2 separate regions of the Mus musculus genome follow, and region 1 is linked to region 2. The links are chromatin contacts, called in public promoter capture Hi-C maps. All regions are on one chromosome and are shown on one strand. The core of a region is the stretch at or near the end of the contact, and the rest is flanking DNA. Distances in the headings are between cores, read along the strand shown.

Region 1 (4,867 bases), core at 513-3,012, 130 kb before region 2:
TGTCAAAAAAAACTAAACATCAAAAAGCCCCAAATAATTCAGTTTAATCCAGTTCTAAAGAGAATTCTCAACAGAGGAATCTCAAATGTCCAAGAAATACTTAAAGAATGTTCAATATCCTTAGCCATCAGGAAAGTGCAAATCAAAACAACTGTGAGATTACATCTACACCTCTTGAAATGTCTAAGATCAGAAACATAAGTAGCAGCTCATGCTGGTGAGGATATGAAGCATGGAGAACACTCCTTCATTTCCGGTAGCAATGCAAACTTCTACAAGATACCCTGGACATCAATATGGTGGTTTCTCAGAAAACTGGTAACTGATGTAGCTCTAGACCCAGATACCACTCCTGGGCATATACCCAATGGATGCTCTATTCTACCACAAAGAGACTTGGTCTATGTTTATAGTAGCTTTATTCATAATAGCATGAAAGTGGAAACAATCTAGTTGCCCCTCAACTGAAGAATGGATGAAGTAAATGTGGTTAATTTACATGTGGTGTTTTACTCCGTAGTTAAAGACAACAACATCATGAACTTTGCAGGCAAATGGACAGAATTTGGGGGAAAAAATCATCCTAAGGTAACCCAGACTCTGAAAGACAAACTGAGAAGGCTAGGATGACTCCATGACAGGCTTTAAATTGGCAGTTCAGGAGACTAGACCTAAGGACTGGTCAAGTCCAAGCAAGCCCAGACAAGTCGGTTACAAGGAAAAAAAAAAAAAAAAAAAAACAGGCTTCAGGCAGCCAGTCAGAAACTGCCCTGCCATCAGAAGCCATCCTGAAGCAAGGGCAATGGGTCAGCAACAGTTTCCAGATCTCCCCAGAACTGGTGTGGCGGAACCAGAAGGATTCTCAGGGCTCACTGGACAGCCAATCTAACTGAATCAATGAGCTCAAGCTTCAATGGCAACCTGTGTCAAAAATAAGATGAAATGGGTCAGCAAGATGGTTCAGTAGATAAAGGCATTTGCCTCCAATCCTAATAGCCTGAATATGATCCCCAGTTCCCACATAGTGGAAGAAAAGAACCAATTCCCAGCTTCCACGGGTGTCTTTGCTACCCATGAAGAGTAACAACAAAAACATGCATCCTTTTTTCATTCAATATATGCTGACCCTTGGGACCATTTGATTCTCCTTAGTTTACAATGAGGACCATAGAGTCAGATTAGCTGTGTTCAGACGTCAGCTCACCATGAAATAGCTGTGTGACTATGAGCCTGTTACCTAATCTGGGTGTACAGAAATGGAAAGATGATCATGTGCTACAGCATAGAGAGGTAAAATGAGTAGATCTGCAGCAGGCATTGCATTAATAGGAGTATGTTTTGTCCGTCAATACACCAGAGTCAGCAGAAATCACAGCGAGCCCCTATGCTAGCAAAGCAGAGACGCATGAGTTAGTGGGGGCAGAATAACCAGGAATATGGGTTATGGCTCTCCAATCCTTAGCACAAGTGGAAAGTACATAGCAAAGTAGACGTACTCTATAGGCTGTAGGCTTTGATAAAGGTGTCCCATAAATTTGGTCACAAGATGAATAGACCACATCTTTCTGGTATACACCCTAGTCTTCCCAGACCTCGCCCTAAAAAAATTCCTGGGTTGCCTGGCACCAGATGAGCTGTGTCAGGGGTGCGGTTCCTCCCTCTAACTCTTCAGCATTGTACTCAGTTCCTTTTTTCTCTTCCTATCAGAATGTCTAGGAAGTGGGCATTAGGGGACAACAGAAGCTGTGCTCTCTCGAAGTCCCAGGCACTAGTAACCATGAGTGACTCCATGGAATCAAAGACACAGCAAGTGGTCATTCCAGGTAAGAATGGGCTAGGACTGTGGGATCTCCGTGAGGGAGGCCTGAGGGGCAGCTTGTGGCAGAGCCTACTCAGGCTCTGACTGGTGCTCTGTTTCTCCAGAGGATGAAGAGTGTTTGATGAGTGGCACCAGGTATTCTGATATCAGCTCCCGATTACAAACAAAATTTGGAATCAAGAGTTTGGCAGGTACAGCAGGGTGAGGGCCTGGGGGAAGTGGATGACCTCCCCCAGAAGTGGGTCCTGGGAAATTGAAGTTGAGATCCTAAACTTCTCATTCAGTCCTGGGAGATGGAGATTGAGATGGAGATGGAGATGGAGGTTGGGGGAATAGAATTGTGGGCCATAGGAGGCACAGAGTCCAGACTCATGTGCCCTGCAGGAGGAGGATAGCAGCACTAAGTCTATCTCTTGGGCAACACTAAGTCAAGGCCACTATGATTCTAATACAACTACCTTCTGTTCTGCAGAGTATACGAAGCAGAGCCGCAACCCCTTGGTCCTGCAGCTGCTTTCCTTCCTGTTCTTGGCTGGGCTTCTGCTGATCATTCTGATCCTAGGTCAGGAGCAATGAAAGGCTCAGTTCTCTGATCTGGCTCTAGGGTCTGTCTGGGAAAGTGATGGGAAATGCAAGTTGAGAACATAACCTCCAGTGGTGCTAGGAACTCCTCAGGGACATCTCCCCATCTCTGGCACACCAGAGAGGGGAGGGGAGGGTCTCAGAGAAGGGCTATGTCCCCATTTCTCCTGATAGGCCACCTTTCTCTGGGTGTCTAGTTTCCTAGCCTTTAGAGGTATTAACCAAGGACAGGAGAGTTGTCTCAACAGTTAAGAGCACTTATTGTTCTTCTAGAGACCTAGGTTTGGTTCTCAGCATACACACCATGGCTCACAACCATCTAAAACCCCAGTATCAGGGTATCTAATACCTTCTTCTGAACTCCTAAGACACAAGACAAACACATGGAATATACATACACACAGGCAAAACAGCCATACACATAATAAACGAATAAATAAACAGATAACTAATCAAGCAAATACATGTTTAAAGACATCAGGCATAAATTTTCCTAGACACAGAGGTGGAAGCATGTACCTGAAATTCTAAATACTTGTGAAGCTGAGATAAGATGAGGACATATGCCCAGGAGCAAGAGAAATCAGTGCCAAGATAGTGAGACCCACCCTCCAAAAAAACCAACAACATAATGTCCCAAGGGACCCAGTGCAGGCCACAGCAAAAAGGAGTATAACTACAGGTTTTAATAACTACAGGTGTTTCTTTTTTTTCCCTGTCTCGGCTAAGTGTCAAAGGTCCCCAGCTCAGAGGTTCAGAACAAAATCTACCAGGAGCTCATGCAACTGAAGGCTGAAGTTCATGGTGAGTAGCCAGAGACCAGGGATTCAGGCCCTCAGGTCTCCATGGGAGGGGAGTCAGTTTCCTTCAGTCAACAGACTCTTTGAGTGTCAATTTCCTTCTCTGTGAATTGATATCACAATATAATACTGAAAATAGAACTTGGTGTTTACAGGGGCCATGTACCCAGTAGGCACTCAGTATTCACAGAAATTATATGCAGCATAGACAATGCTCACAATATCAATTCACACAACAGACATTCAGTGATCAAAGGGGTTATGTAAACAGTAAGCATACAATGTTCATAGGGGCCATGCACGAAACAATCACAGGAGCCATGCATATAGACGGTATTAAGTGTTAACAAGGACCATGTACACCATGGGCACTCTAAGTTCACAGAGGGCTTGTGCACACAGTAGGCACTCAGTCAAGCTAGTCCTGACTTTTGTGCCGAACTCTAGGCACCTACATTGCCATGACTAGAGAAGATGGGTTTAAGACTTCTATATTTTTTTCTGTGTGAAGAAGAGGATAAGGAAACACAGAGGGGAATGGCTCCCCAGAATGCAGTGATAAGTAAGAACCCTGGTTCTGGAGACCTTGTAGGTTGAGGAGAAATGGGAACACAGACATCTAAGTATGTCCATATGATCTGCTTCCTCCAACAGATGGCTTGTGCCAACCCTGCGCCAGGGACTGGACATTCTTCAATGGAAGCTGTTACTTCTTCTCCAAGTCCCAAAGAAATTGGCACAACTCCACCACTGCCTGCCAGGAACTGGGGGCCCAACTGGTCATCATAGAGACTGATGAGGAGCAGGTATGCCAGATGGGGCCCCATCCTTGTCTGGAACATGGATCTGGCTGAGGTCGCCTGAGAATGAGATCATTTGCTAGACAAGGCTATGAGTTAGATGCTGCATTTTCTATTTGACTAGAGAAGGGTGGAAATGAGCCCCCTCCACCAAGTACTCACCACAGTATCACACCTAAGACTTAAACATTTCTGGTGCATTGGGGGAAAGCCTAAAATGTAATTGCTATCTTTGTGCTGGGTAGTATTAAATTCCTTCCTCACTGGGAGATATATGTCCTGCTACACTAGAGACTAGGGAAATGTCTTTAATGAAGGTGCTTGCCTTGAAAACACAAGGACTTAAGTCTGAAACCACAGTTTGAAAGCTAGTTATGGGTTTGGGGAGATTTCTAAGTGGGTAAGGGCGCTTACTGCTAAGGCATGAAGATCTAGTTAGGAGCCTTAGCATCTGTGCAGAAAAAAACCAAGCATGGTCACATGTGCCCTTAAGCCCCATGTTGGGGATGGGTCCTGCAGACAGGAAGATCCCTCAGGCTTGCTGACTGCCAGCTTAGCTCCAAGTCCAGTAAGAAATTCTCATCTGAGAGCACTGCAGCAGGATGCCTGATATCTTCCTGTGGCCTCTGCATGAGTACTCACGGTTTACAAACACCTACACAACATACATATGCACATACAACACACACACACAGAGGGGAGGGTGGAGAAGGAGAGGAAGAGGGAGAGAGGGCAGGATGGGAAGAGAAGGAGGGAGGGAGGGAGGGGGTGGAGGGAGGGAGGCAGGGAGAGGGAGATGGAGAAAGCCAGTTATCATGCCCACATTCTAAAATGTATATATTTTTATTATTTGATAGTTTCACACA
Region 2 (4,914 bases), core at 1,861-4,360:
ATGCTGTTAAGTTGCTAGTATAGGATCTCTGCAATTTCTTTATGAAGGCACTTAGTATTATGAATTTTACTCTTAACACTGCCTTCATTGTGTCCCAGAAGTTTGGGTATGCTGTGACTTCATTTCTGTTAAATTCTATAAAGTTTTTAATTTCTTTCTTTATTTCTTCCCTGACCAAGTTATCGTTAAGTAGAGAGTAGTTCAATTTCAATGGGTATGTGAGCTCTGTTGTTTTGTTGTTATTGAAAACCAGCCTTAGTCTGTAGTGATCTGATAGGATGCATGGGATTATTTCAATTCTCTTGTATTGGTTGAGGCTTGTTTTGTGTCTGATTATATAGTCAGTTTTGGAGAAGGTACCATAAGATGCTGAGAAGAAGGTATCTTCTTTTGTTTTAGGGTGAAATGTCCTGTACATATCTGTTAAATCCATTTGGTTCATAACTTCTGTTAGTTTCACTGTGTCTCCATTTAGTTTATTTTTTCATGACTTGTCCATCGGTGAGAGTGGAGTGTTGAAGTCTCCCACTGTTATTGTGTGAGATTTAATGTGTGTTTTGAGCTTTAGTAATGTTTCTTTTACAAATGTTGTAGCCCCTTGCACTTGGGGCATATATGTTTAGGATTGAGAGTTTGTCTTGACAGATTTTTCCTTTGATGAGTATGAAGTGTTCTTTTGAGAACTTTTGGGTAGAAGTCTATCTTATTGGATATTAGAATGGCTACTCTCCAGCTTGTTTTTTTTTTTTTTTTGGGGGGGGGGGAACCATTTTCTTGGAAATTTTTTCCAACCTTTTACTCTGAGGTAGTGTTTGTCTTTGTCACTGAGGTGTGTTTCTTATATGCAGCAAAATGTTGGGTCCTGTTTACATACCCAGTCTGTTAGCTTTGTCTTTTTATTGAGGAATTGAGTCCATTGATGTTGAGAAGAATTAAAAACCAATAATTGTTGCTTCGTGTTATTTTTGTTGTTACAGGTGGTATTATGTTTGTGTGGTTCTCTTCTTCTGGGTTTGTTGTAAGATGATTAATTTCTTGGTTTTTCTTGTGTGTAGTTTCCCTCCTTGTGTTGGTGCTTTCCTTCTAGTATCCTCTGTGGGGCTGGATTAGTGGAGAGATATTGTTTTAATTTGGTTTTGTCATAGACTATCTTGGTTTCTCCATCTTTGGTGATTGAGAGTTTTGCTAGTTATAGTAGCCTGGGCTGGTATTTGTGTTCTCTTAGGATCTGTATGACATCTGTCCAAGATCTGACTTTTAGAGTCTCTGTTGCAAAGTCTGATGTAATTCTGATTGGTCTGCCTTTATGTGTTCCTTGGCCTTTTTCCATTACTGCTTGTAATATGCTTTCTTTGTCCTGTGCATTTGGTATTTTGATTATGTGACAGGAGGATTTTCTTTTCTGGTCCAATCTATTAGGTGTTCTGTAGGCCTCTTGTACACTTATGGCCATCTCTTTCTTCAGGTTAGGGAAGTTTTCTACTATGATTTTGTTGAAGATGTTTTCTGGTCCTTTGAACTGGGAATCTGCACTCTCTTATATTCATTCCTATTATTCTTAGGTTTGATCTTTTCATTGTATCCTGAATCTCCTGGATGTTTTGGGTTAGAAGCTTTCTGCACTTTGTATTTTCTTTGACTTTTGTGTCAATATTTTCCATGATATCTTCTACACCTGAGAGTCTCTCTTCTATCCCTGTATTCTGTTGGCGATGCTTATATCTGATAACTCCTGATCTCTTTTCTAGGTTTTCCATCTCCAGGGTTACCTACCTTTGTAATTTCTTTATTGTTTTTATTTCCATTTTTAGATCCAGGGTGGTTTTGTTCAATTTCGTCACCTGTTTGATTGTGTTTTCCAGTATTTCTTTAAGGAATTTATTTGTTTTCTCTTTAAGGGTCTACCTGATTACCTGTGTTCACCTGTATTTTTTTAAGGGAGTTCTTTATATCTTCCTTAAAGAGCTCCATCATCTTCATGAGATGGGATTTTTAGGTCTAAATCTTGCTTTTCAGATTTATTAAGATATCCAGGGCTTGCTGTGGTGGGAGAACAGGGTTCTGATGGTGCCAAGTGGCATTGGTTTCTGTTGCCTATATTCTTGCACTTGCCTCTCATCATCTGGTTATCTCTAATGTTAACTAGCCTTGCTGTCTCTGACAGGGACTGGAGCTTGTCCCTCCTTGTAGGAAGGTAGAGCTCTGGGAGCTGCGTTAGAGCAGACCTTCTGGGAGGCAAACATTGCTGTCTCTGGTTAGGGGGACCTCCTGTGTCCCTAGTTAGGCAGGCTTCCTGTGACCCTGGTTATGCTAGACCTCCTGAGAGTCAGGCTGTCTCTGGGTGTGGACAGGTGAGCTGGAGCACCAAGTCTGCCCTCTTTGTGGACCAGAAGGAAGATGTGTCTCCCATAGGGTGGATATGTCCTGCATCTGCTGGGCCCTTTGGGGGTTCCAGTTAGGCCATATATTGGGGTGGGGGGGCCTTACCTATGAGTCTGATTATGACAGATCTCTTGAGAGTCAATCTGTCTCTGGGTGGAGGGTGGGGGGAGGATGAAGCACCTGATCTTCCCCTGGCTGAGTGGTGTACCAGAAGGAAGTGACTTGTGTAATTTAATGAATGCATGGAAATAAAAAAATGGGGGATGGCGATGTGGCTCAGTTAGCCCCAGCTAACTCAGGAGGTGAAGGGATGAGGCAGTTCAAGTCATTCCTGCTACATGTCAAGTTTGAGGCTAGCCTGAGCTACATAAAATCTTGTCTCAAAAACAGAGAAAAAAAGAGAAAGAAATCACTATGAGTGACACCATCAGTAGACCAAGATGAAAAAGGGTGGTGTCTCTGACAAGATATGGTGTTGCTAGCCCACACACCATCATAACTGAAAAAGACCCAAAAGTCACTTGATTTTACAAGTTACTGGCTTTTATAGAAGACATTCCAGAGCTGACCATACTGGAAGTGAACCATCTATTTCTGCTGAGAAGTACAGGCCCTCTCACTCCTCTCTGAAATTTCTGGAAAATGTATCTCCTGCCTGGTGTGTCAGATGCTCAGCCCCCTCCCTCTCACTCTTCCGGTGTCATTACTCACTTCTCAATTTCTCTTCCTAAGTAAGATTCAAGGAGGTGGCAAATAAAAGCTGTAGTCTCTGTCAGATTCTGGCACTGAGAAGTGGCTGTGAAACATGAGTGATTCTAAGGAAATGGGGAAGAGGCAGCTTCGCCCTCTGGGTGAGACTGAGCTGGTGCTCTGGGAGCTTGGGGAAGGGGCACAAATAGGTCAGTGTTTGTCTCCGACTACCCTATATATGACTGACGCTCTATTCACTTAGATGAGGAACTGCTGACATCCAGCCACACCAGGCACTCCATCAAAGGCTTTGGCTTCCAAACAAATTCTGGATTCAGTAGCTTCACAGGTAAAACAGAATGAGGGACTATGGAGTGGTCAGCTCCAGACATAAACTTAGTTTCTGTGGGGGGGGGGGGGTAGAGTTTGGGACTCAGGCCACTGATGTTCAGAGAATTGGAAGCTCAGATCCTGAATCTGGAACCTGGGAACTGTAGAAGCTATGATATGAAATTCTGTACCTTGGGAGTGAGAGATGGATTGCCTGACTGGGGCCACAATAAATCAGGAATGCTGAGGTGCTAAATTTTAACCCTTCTCTCCCACAGGGTGCCTGGTCCACAGTCAAGTCCCCTTGGCACTGCAGGTGCTCTTCCTAGCTGTTTGTTCTGTGCTGCTGGTTGTCATCCTTGTCAAAGGTCAGGCAGGATTGGTGTTTGGGGCTCCTAAGTCTGGCTCTTCAAACGAGGGATCCAGAAGGGAGGAGCAACTGACTGGGACTGTGTCTTCATGGTCCTTTGAATAGAGGAGTTCTGCACAGAGACACTGGCTGCACTTGCCTTAGACATCCAATTTTCTTTGGTTATTAGATATCTTCCTCATCAAATAGGACTAAGTAAGACCTTGGGTTTTGAAAATGATGCTAGACTGGAGACATTGTTCAAGTGGTAGAATGCTTACCTCACAAGCTCAAAAAGCTGTGCTCCATCCCAAGCACTGCATAAAACTGGGTGTAATGGTACATCCCTATAATCCCAGCACTCAGGAAGCAGAGGAAGGAGAGGTTCATAGAGGCAGCTACATCAAAATTTTGATGTAGTCTGAACTATATGAGACTATCTAAGAGAGACGGGGGGGGCAGAAGGAGAGAAAGAGAGAAAGAGAAAAAGAGGAAGGAATGAGGAGGGGAGAGAAGAAGGAGGTAGAAAAGGGGGAGAGGACAAAGGATATCTTGGTCCTGGGGGCCCAGTATAGACCAAAAAACACAGTAAGCATTTAATAACTGCAGTGACTATATTTTCTTGGCCCAGTCTACAAAATACCCAGTTCTCAGGAAGAAAACAATCAGATGAATGTCTACCAAGAACTGACCCAGTTGAAGGCTGGCGTAGGTGAGTGACTGGAAGTGAAGGCGCTCACACCCTGAAAAGGTTTACATAGATCACCTTGCTTAAATAACTCCTCTTCACTAAGCCTCACGTCCCTAACCTGTGGGATGGACATGCAGGGTAATGATGAGGCAGGCATCTCACTAGTGTTTGACTAGAGTCCATGCACACAATAAGCAGTCAGTATTCATAGGGATTATGTACAAAATAAGCACTCAATAGTCACAGGAGACTGAACAGAATAGGCACTCAATGTTCACAAGAGTATGTTCAAAGTAAGCTCTCAATGTTCACAGGGGTATGCACATGTTAGACACTCAGTGTTCACAGAGATTGTGTACACATTAGGTGCTGGGTGTTCACAGGAGTATGCACATGGTAGGTACTCAGTTAAACCAGCCTCCTGGCCTCTATTCTGAGCTCTAAGACCAAACTTTTTCCAGTCTTGAAAGGA

What was found. Capture Hi-C pulls out chosen DNA fragments and counts their contacts.
Region 1: a promoter capture Hi-C map of adipose tissue shows a contact between it and region 2. The contact joins the promoter of Cd209d here to the promoter of Cd209a in region 2. A contact is called at or near these places in 2 of 9 other capture datasets (adipose tissue and liver).

What each region holds. Positions count from the first base shown.
Region 1 is chr8:3,875,394-3,880,260 of GRCm38.p6, reverse strand. It overlaps Cd209d (CD209d antigen), which reads left to right and starts at 1,762. Exons shown (of 7, transcript NM_130904.2): 1 at 1,762-1,823; 2 at 1,924-2,010; 3 at 2,292-2,381; 4 at 3,131-3,205; 5 at 3,856-4,007. The coding sequence starts at 1,778.
Region 2 is chr8:3,747,180-3,752,093 of GRCm38.p6, reverse strand. Cd209a (CD209a antigen) reads left to right here and starts at 3,110. Exons shown (of 7, transcript NM_133238.5): 1 at 3,110-3,233; 2 at 3,335-3,421; 3 at 3,681-3,770; 4 at 4,383-4,463. The coding sequence starts at 3,188.